Linked DNA regions of Canis lupus: region 2 is linked to region 1. The links are chromatin contacts, called in public Hi-C maps. All regions are on one chromosome and are shown on one strand. The core of a region is the stretch at or near the end of the contact, and the rest is flanking DNA. Distances in the headings are between cores, read along the strand shown.

Region 1 (3,169 bases), core at 219-2,718:
CGGTTCCAGAAAGGGCCAGAGCAGAGGGGCCAGGAGGGCCTGGTGGAACTGCCGCAGGAGAGCCAGCGATCCGAGAGAGGAGCCGCCCCGAAGATGCGAACTATGCTTCCTTTGGAGTGGGGAGGGCGGCTGCATCACTCTGGACTCTGGTCCTCACCTTGTAAATGACAGTAAATGACAGTCACAGCCAACTAGATTGGCGTGGTCGGCAGGGGGAATGGAAGAACAGATGAAGCGCTCGTGGCCTTTCCTCTCTCCTCTTTCTTTCTTTTCCCTTTTCTCCCCACCCCGCCCTCCATCCCACCAAGAGGAGGCACTGCTTTTTCTCCTAGAGTCCGACTGGCCTGTGACACGCTAGTCCCAGCGGAATGCCTGCCTACCCCGGACGATACCCAGATTTCTTCTTTAAAGAGCAAGGAGGCAGATGCCACCCCCACCCCCAATAAAGGGTGGGGTGTATGGGCCACATGTGTGGATACAGACGGACATCTGGAAGCTTAGAGGGCCTGCAGGAAGGCGCGGCTTCCTCCCGACACAGGATGAAGATGCTTAGTTGAACATGTGTTAAATGGTTGAGAACTCAACTCTTCAGCCCCGGACTTTTGAGTAATCGTGAGACTGTATAATTTTTTTTTTTTTTTTAACTGTTGCATCAGGTACAGAAAAAAAAAATGCGTTCATAGACTTTGGTGTGATTTGTGTAAATGGCTCACGGCAATGACGTTGGGTTGTCCCCTAGGCCTGGCCGAGTCGTGGCTTGAATATGAACACACTGTCTTAACAGCGAGTGAACAGATAAGGGGCCACCGCCAAATCCCCGACACAGATGCACTTTAAAAAGCCACTCATGCTTTGGCTTAAACTGTAATTAATTTATTTTATGTACAATAAAATATCATTTTAAAAGAGCGGGCCTCTGACTTGGTCTTTATTGAAATGCCGACCTCCTGCCCTCCAGACTAAGTGTTCCTTGGCGTCTCGTACTGACTGGGCGCCTGGCGTCAGGCACTGGGCCTCCTAGGGTCCCCTCCTAGGTCTCGGAGCACACCAATGGGATGCGTTGTCTTATCCCCCTTTGTACAGGTGAGGAGACAGGCTTACGAACCAGCTAATTCACTTGTCAAAGGCCTCCCCCCTGCTCTAAGTTGTCATTTGCTGCTTTATACTCCAGAATAGTGTATCTCCTCTCTCTTCCCTGCAGGATCCTCCAGGTAAAGCCAAGACAGACGTCTGTCCCTCTGTTTTCTGCTATTAAGACATCCCTCAGCTGAGCCTTGCGAATGCTTCTGGACGAGCTCACTGCTTCTCTCCTACACGTGGTTTACTTGGCAGGCCTGCTCGGGTCCGCTGCTCTCTAAACACGCGCTTTCTTCTCACTGTAGACGCTGGGAGCCGTGGAGCCGGGGCCCTGTCGGGAGCACCTGCTTCCGTCTAGGCCTGGGAGACCAGGCAAGGCTGCGTGAGCCACCACCTTCGTGGGCAAAGAACGACACCTCTGAGTAGGGCTTTCACGTCCTTGACCTCGCCTAGTCCTCGGAGAGCCCCGCGAGCGGGTCGGGGAGCAGATCCTGCCGTTTACAGGTGAGGGAAACAGGCTCTGAGGTTTGAGTGCTGTCCTCAAGGTCACACAAGGGACAGGAATCAACATCTTGTGACTAGTGTTATTTCTTCAACGTCCCCTACCCAGGGCACTGCAGGCTCAGGGGTGGGCCTGGACCAAGGAAGCGGCCCCAAGGCCCGGCTGTCGACGGCCCCCCGCCGTGGGGTGCGGGCTCCCAAATCTGTTTCCCCCCATAAACATCCTGCCTGTTCTTGACAGGGCTTCTGGTGATGCCCCAGCCTTCCTTAGTTGGAGGACAGTTTTCGATGCTTATGCCGAACCCAGCGTCTGAGGAAGGTGTGCGTGTGCGTGTGCGTGTGTGTGTGCGTGTTGGGACAGGGAGGGAAAGCGTGGGCACAGCGGCACTAACAAGTGTCTCCAACTACGTTCTGCTCGATTTCAGTTTCATTCATCCTGTGTAGTTGTATCCCCACTGTCCGGGGAGAAGAGGTTACCTTTGAGGCCTTGGCAGTGGACGTCTGCCCGTGTTCTGGAATCAAAGAGGACGCGGAGTCTCCCCGGGGCGTCACCTCAGAGGGGGGCTGAGCAGGGCTGAGCCCCCACTGCTTCCGTCTCCCCTCCATTGCAGGCTCTCCGAGCCTGCGGGCCTCGGGGTGGCCTCCTCTTCCCCCTTGCGCCGCACTTGCTCTACGTCACCTCCGAGGTCTGGGTGGGTCAGGGTCCCGGGGCTCTCGTCCACCCAGGGGGCTAAAGTGTGTGTGAGACAGACAGACAGACCCTGCTGGAACCTCCCCCTCACCCCCCCCCCCCCCCCCCCCGCCCCAGGCCCCAGTTCTGTCCAGTGTCTCAGGCTAAACTTAAATATTTACAGTTCTGGAATATACCAGATTTTCTTCTCGTGAATTTAGCTTCATGTTTCATTACCTTTGCTCATCTTTTTTATTATTAGCATTTCTTAATCCCTGAGTGTTTGTTTTAGGATTTCTGCACTGCAACCCTGTGGCTCGGGGAGACAGCCCTCTCCTGTCGCCGTGGGGGCGCCCCCTTTGCCAGCAGGGGAAGGAAGGGAGGGGTGCGAGGGTGGTGGAGAATTGATACGGTTGGAGTTTACTGAGCATTTATGATGGGTCGATTTCCCATGATCTCCTTCAGTCTTCCCAAGAATCCCAGGCGGAAGGGAGTACTACTGCTCCCATTTTAAAGATGAGAAGACTGAGGCCCGGACCCACAGCACCGCTGAGGGCCTCACAGGTAGGAACAAGGACTGTTTCTGTTGGTTGAAACCTGTGTCCCGCCCTGTGGGGTGTTTGAAATAATTACGTTCTCCACACCCACCTCATTTTTAGGGGTTTTGAGTCCTTTCTGCAGACAGGGAGGAGGGAGGCTCTGAAGAATTAGGGAGCTGATCCAGTAACTCAGAGGCCCAGTCAGGACCTCCTGCCCCAAAGCTCAGGCCCGTCTGAAGCCACAGCCTCGTCCCTGGGCAGCTCGCCCAGCTTCCCGGCCCCCCTCCTCCAAGCAAACTCCCCTGGGTGCTTTTTCCTTTTGTGTCTCACAGATGCTGGGCCTCAGGGCCCTGATCCCCTGTGCCCTGCTCCCCTGCACCCC
Region 2 (2,890 bases), core at 380-2,879, 95 kb after region 1:
GGGTGAACTTATCTACGGCTAGGATTCAACAAACAGTAGCTATTACTGTTATTATTATTATTAATTATTTTTATTATAAAATTATCAAATTGTATGATGGTTTATTTCTTTAACGTTTGTTTTTAGTTTTTTTTTTTCCCTAAGTAGAGGATGTTCATTATGAGCAATTGTTTTGAAAAATGGAAGGGAGTATTTTGCTTTAAAAAAAACAAAAAGGAAGGAGCAGCGGGTAAAGGGTAAACCGTGTGACATGAAGTCTCAGCTCAAATGTGTGCTCTACGGAGGGGACCTGGGATATGATCAAGGCGTCGACAGCGCTCTGGTTCTGGCCCCCCTTGGAGTGAAGAAGCCACACTTCAAATGTGGCACATCTGAGGAGGTATCGCCCTTGGGGAAGGCAGGGGCAAAAATGAAATCCCCTCCAGAAATGTGGTTTGGCTAAATGCGAGGTATTAAACTAATTCTGGTTTTCTTTGAATGGAGTTAATAGGTGAACTAGAAGAGACATTCTGGGACCCGACAGGGGCAAAGGAAAGCTCCCTGCAGGCCTCCAGCCACCAAGCCTTCCCCCAGCCTCCAGGTGTGGAGATTAGACCCTGCACCCAGGCTTGCCCGGGACCAGGCGGTGACACAACCACTGCTCTTCTCTGCCTCTCTCATTGCAGGTGGTTCCGAGGTTACCTTTACAAAAGGATACACAGATTTTCCTTCTTCTGTGTCATTAAAACCCCATGCTCCTCATGCTCCCATGAAGAGGCACATTTAAACGTTCAGTAGCAAAATGAAGAACTCTCCTACAACTCCTAGGGGACGACACTGAAATGGTGCCTTCGGTGACGGAAATTATGAATGCAGTATTAGCTGGGTCAGTCTTGCAGAAGACTGCTGCAACAGCAAACCCAAACAAGATCCCGCCACTAGTCCTGGCCCTGCAGCTCGCTGGGTTAGGTTATGGAGTCAATCCCAGTTATGTAGACTCCTAAGAGGAAGAGACACGCTTGGTAGGACAAAATTGCTCTCATCTAAAATCATGTGTACTTTGCCTTTGGAGAGAAGTTGGAGACACAGATTCAGAAACAGATGCTAGGGCGCCTGGGTGGCTGAGTGGCTGAGCATCTGCCTTTGGCCCAGGGCGTGACCCCGGGGTCCTGGGATCCAGTCCTGCATCGGGCTCCCTGCAGGGAGCCTGCTTCTCCCTCTGCCTGGGTCTCTGCCTCTCTCTCTGTGTCTCTCATGAATAAATAAGTAAAATCTTTAAAAAATAATAAAATGAAAGTTCCCTCCTGGGCAGTCCGGGTGGCTCAGCAGTTTAGCACCTGCCTTCAGCCCAGGGCCTGATCCTGGAGACCCAGGATCGAGTCCCACATTGGGTTCCTGCATGGAGCCTGCTTCTCCCTCTGCCTGGGTCTCTGCCTCCCTCTCTGTGTCTCTCATGAATAAATAAGTAAAATCTTAAAAAGAAAAGAAAAGAAGCAGACGCTAATCTGAGTTGAATCCCACAGCGCACCTCTGCCCTCAGCACACCCGCTGCAGCCAGCAACCCACAGTTGCTCAGGTGGGCCCGCACGTCCTTACCGTCCCCACCTGCTCAGTCACTGCCACTACAAACCTCCTACCACCTGCTCTCCCCACTCCCCCCCACTCCAGTTTTCCTGTCTCCGGATTACTTCCCATCTTGCTTTCCCTTGAGCTGCTGCATGGCCCAGTCTGAGGGACACATTTATCCTGGCTGCAAAGTCAACGGCGTCCCCCAGAGCTGGCAATCCGGCCGTTCGGCCCCGTTAGACACCTTCCACATGCACATATGGTTGGGCGGTCCCATCCCGCTCCTGAACCCAGCCTTAAGAATGGGTCACGATGATGCTGTTGGAGACGCTCATGACGGCAGGTGCGCACCGCGGGCGAGGCACGGTGCTAACCCAGCCCTCCACATTTCTTCACTTGGTCTGTTCTCGCAACAACCCAATCATCCCCGTCTTACAGGTGGTGAAGCACAGTTCAGAGGTGTCGAGGAATTTGCCCAGGGTCCCCCCAGTCTTCAGGCTCCTCTTCTCTACACAGTGGTGCCCAGCAGGGGTGAAGAGATGTCCCACGTCCCAGCGACAAAGGATGGCAGGAGTCATTTCAGGTAAGGCTGCATATCGGCCCATCACACTTCGCCTTTTCCCTCCACACTGAGAAGATTGCTCTGTTGCCCGAGAGACCCCAGCCTCTCCTCTACTATTTCACCAGCCCCCCGACGCGATCTGTTTGCGTCTGGGTCAGCCTGCTGCTCCAGGATGCTTCTGAGGGCTAAGCCCCGGATCTCCTTGTTGCAGCCTGGAGCTGGCAGGTGCCTGGCCTCTAACAGAGACTCAACAAAGCTTGCAGAACTGGATTGACTTGGCGTGGGGGTGGCTCTGTTTATAGGAAATTTGGCCCAGAATTCTGGTTTGGGTGCCCGACAATAGGAAATTGGAAACCTGACAATACTGTCCTGCTGATGAGAATAGTAGAAGCCTTGAAAACCTCAAAAATGCACTTTTAAAAAGGATGGCCAGAGTGCCAGTTTCGATCTGTACCCCCATGCAGCTGGGGTACTCAGACAGAACCTAGTGAGACAGCAGTGAATTTACTTTCTAAGGATTAAGTCTCCTCTCCTGCTGTAATTTAAGCTGTAAGGCTTCTCATATGGTATAAACATCCCTCTATTAATTGAAAACATTGCTGGTTAACAGATACATCTCAGTTTCAAAGCATTTTATATTCTGTACTATACTTGGAAAATATTTTCCAGTGGGCATGTGGCTAACTTCTCATATTATTTCAGGATCAGTGCTTGGTAGAATTTATTAAAAGATAAATTCAAGAGAACTTGTCTTCTCAAAGGAAACAGGAAGGTCACTGTTGG

The links. Hi-C and Micro-C count contacts between places; a contact is called where the count stands out from the background.
Region 2: a contact with region 1 is called in a Hi-C map of skin fibroblasts, with 1.6 times the contacts expected there. The contact joins two enhancer-like sites. A contact is called at or near these places in 2 of 9 Hi-C or Micro-C datasets (amygdala and skin fibroblasts).

The regions. Positions count from the first base shown.
Region 1 is chr13:46,270,268-46,273,436 of UU_Cfam_GSD_1.0, forward strand. It overlaps RASL11B (ras-like protein family member 11B), which reads left to right. Exons shown (of 4, transcript XM_038556083.1): 4 at 1-909. Among named protein-coding and RNA genes, the nearest start is that of RASL11B, 5.0 kb to the left of the region's middle. Within about 2 kb of position 1,469, at least 3 of the 20 cell types and tissues checked have an H3K27ac peak or open chromatin away from gene starts, as enhancers often do.
Region 2 is chr13:46,365,257-46,368,146 of UU_Cfam_GSD_1.0, forward strand. The region is part of intron 5 of SCFD2 (sec1 family domain-containing protein 2); the gene reads right to left. Among named protein-coding and RNA genes, the nearest start is that of RASL11B, 100 kb to the left of the region's middle. Within about 2 kb of position 1,630, at least 4 of the 20 cell types and tissues checked have an H3K27ac peak or open chromatin away from gene starts, as enhancers often do.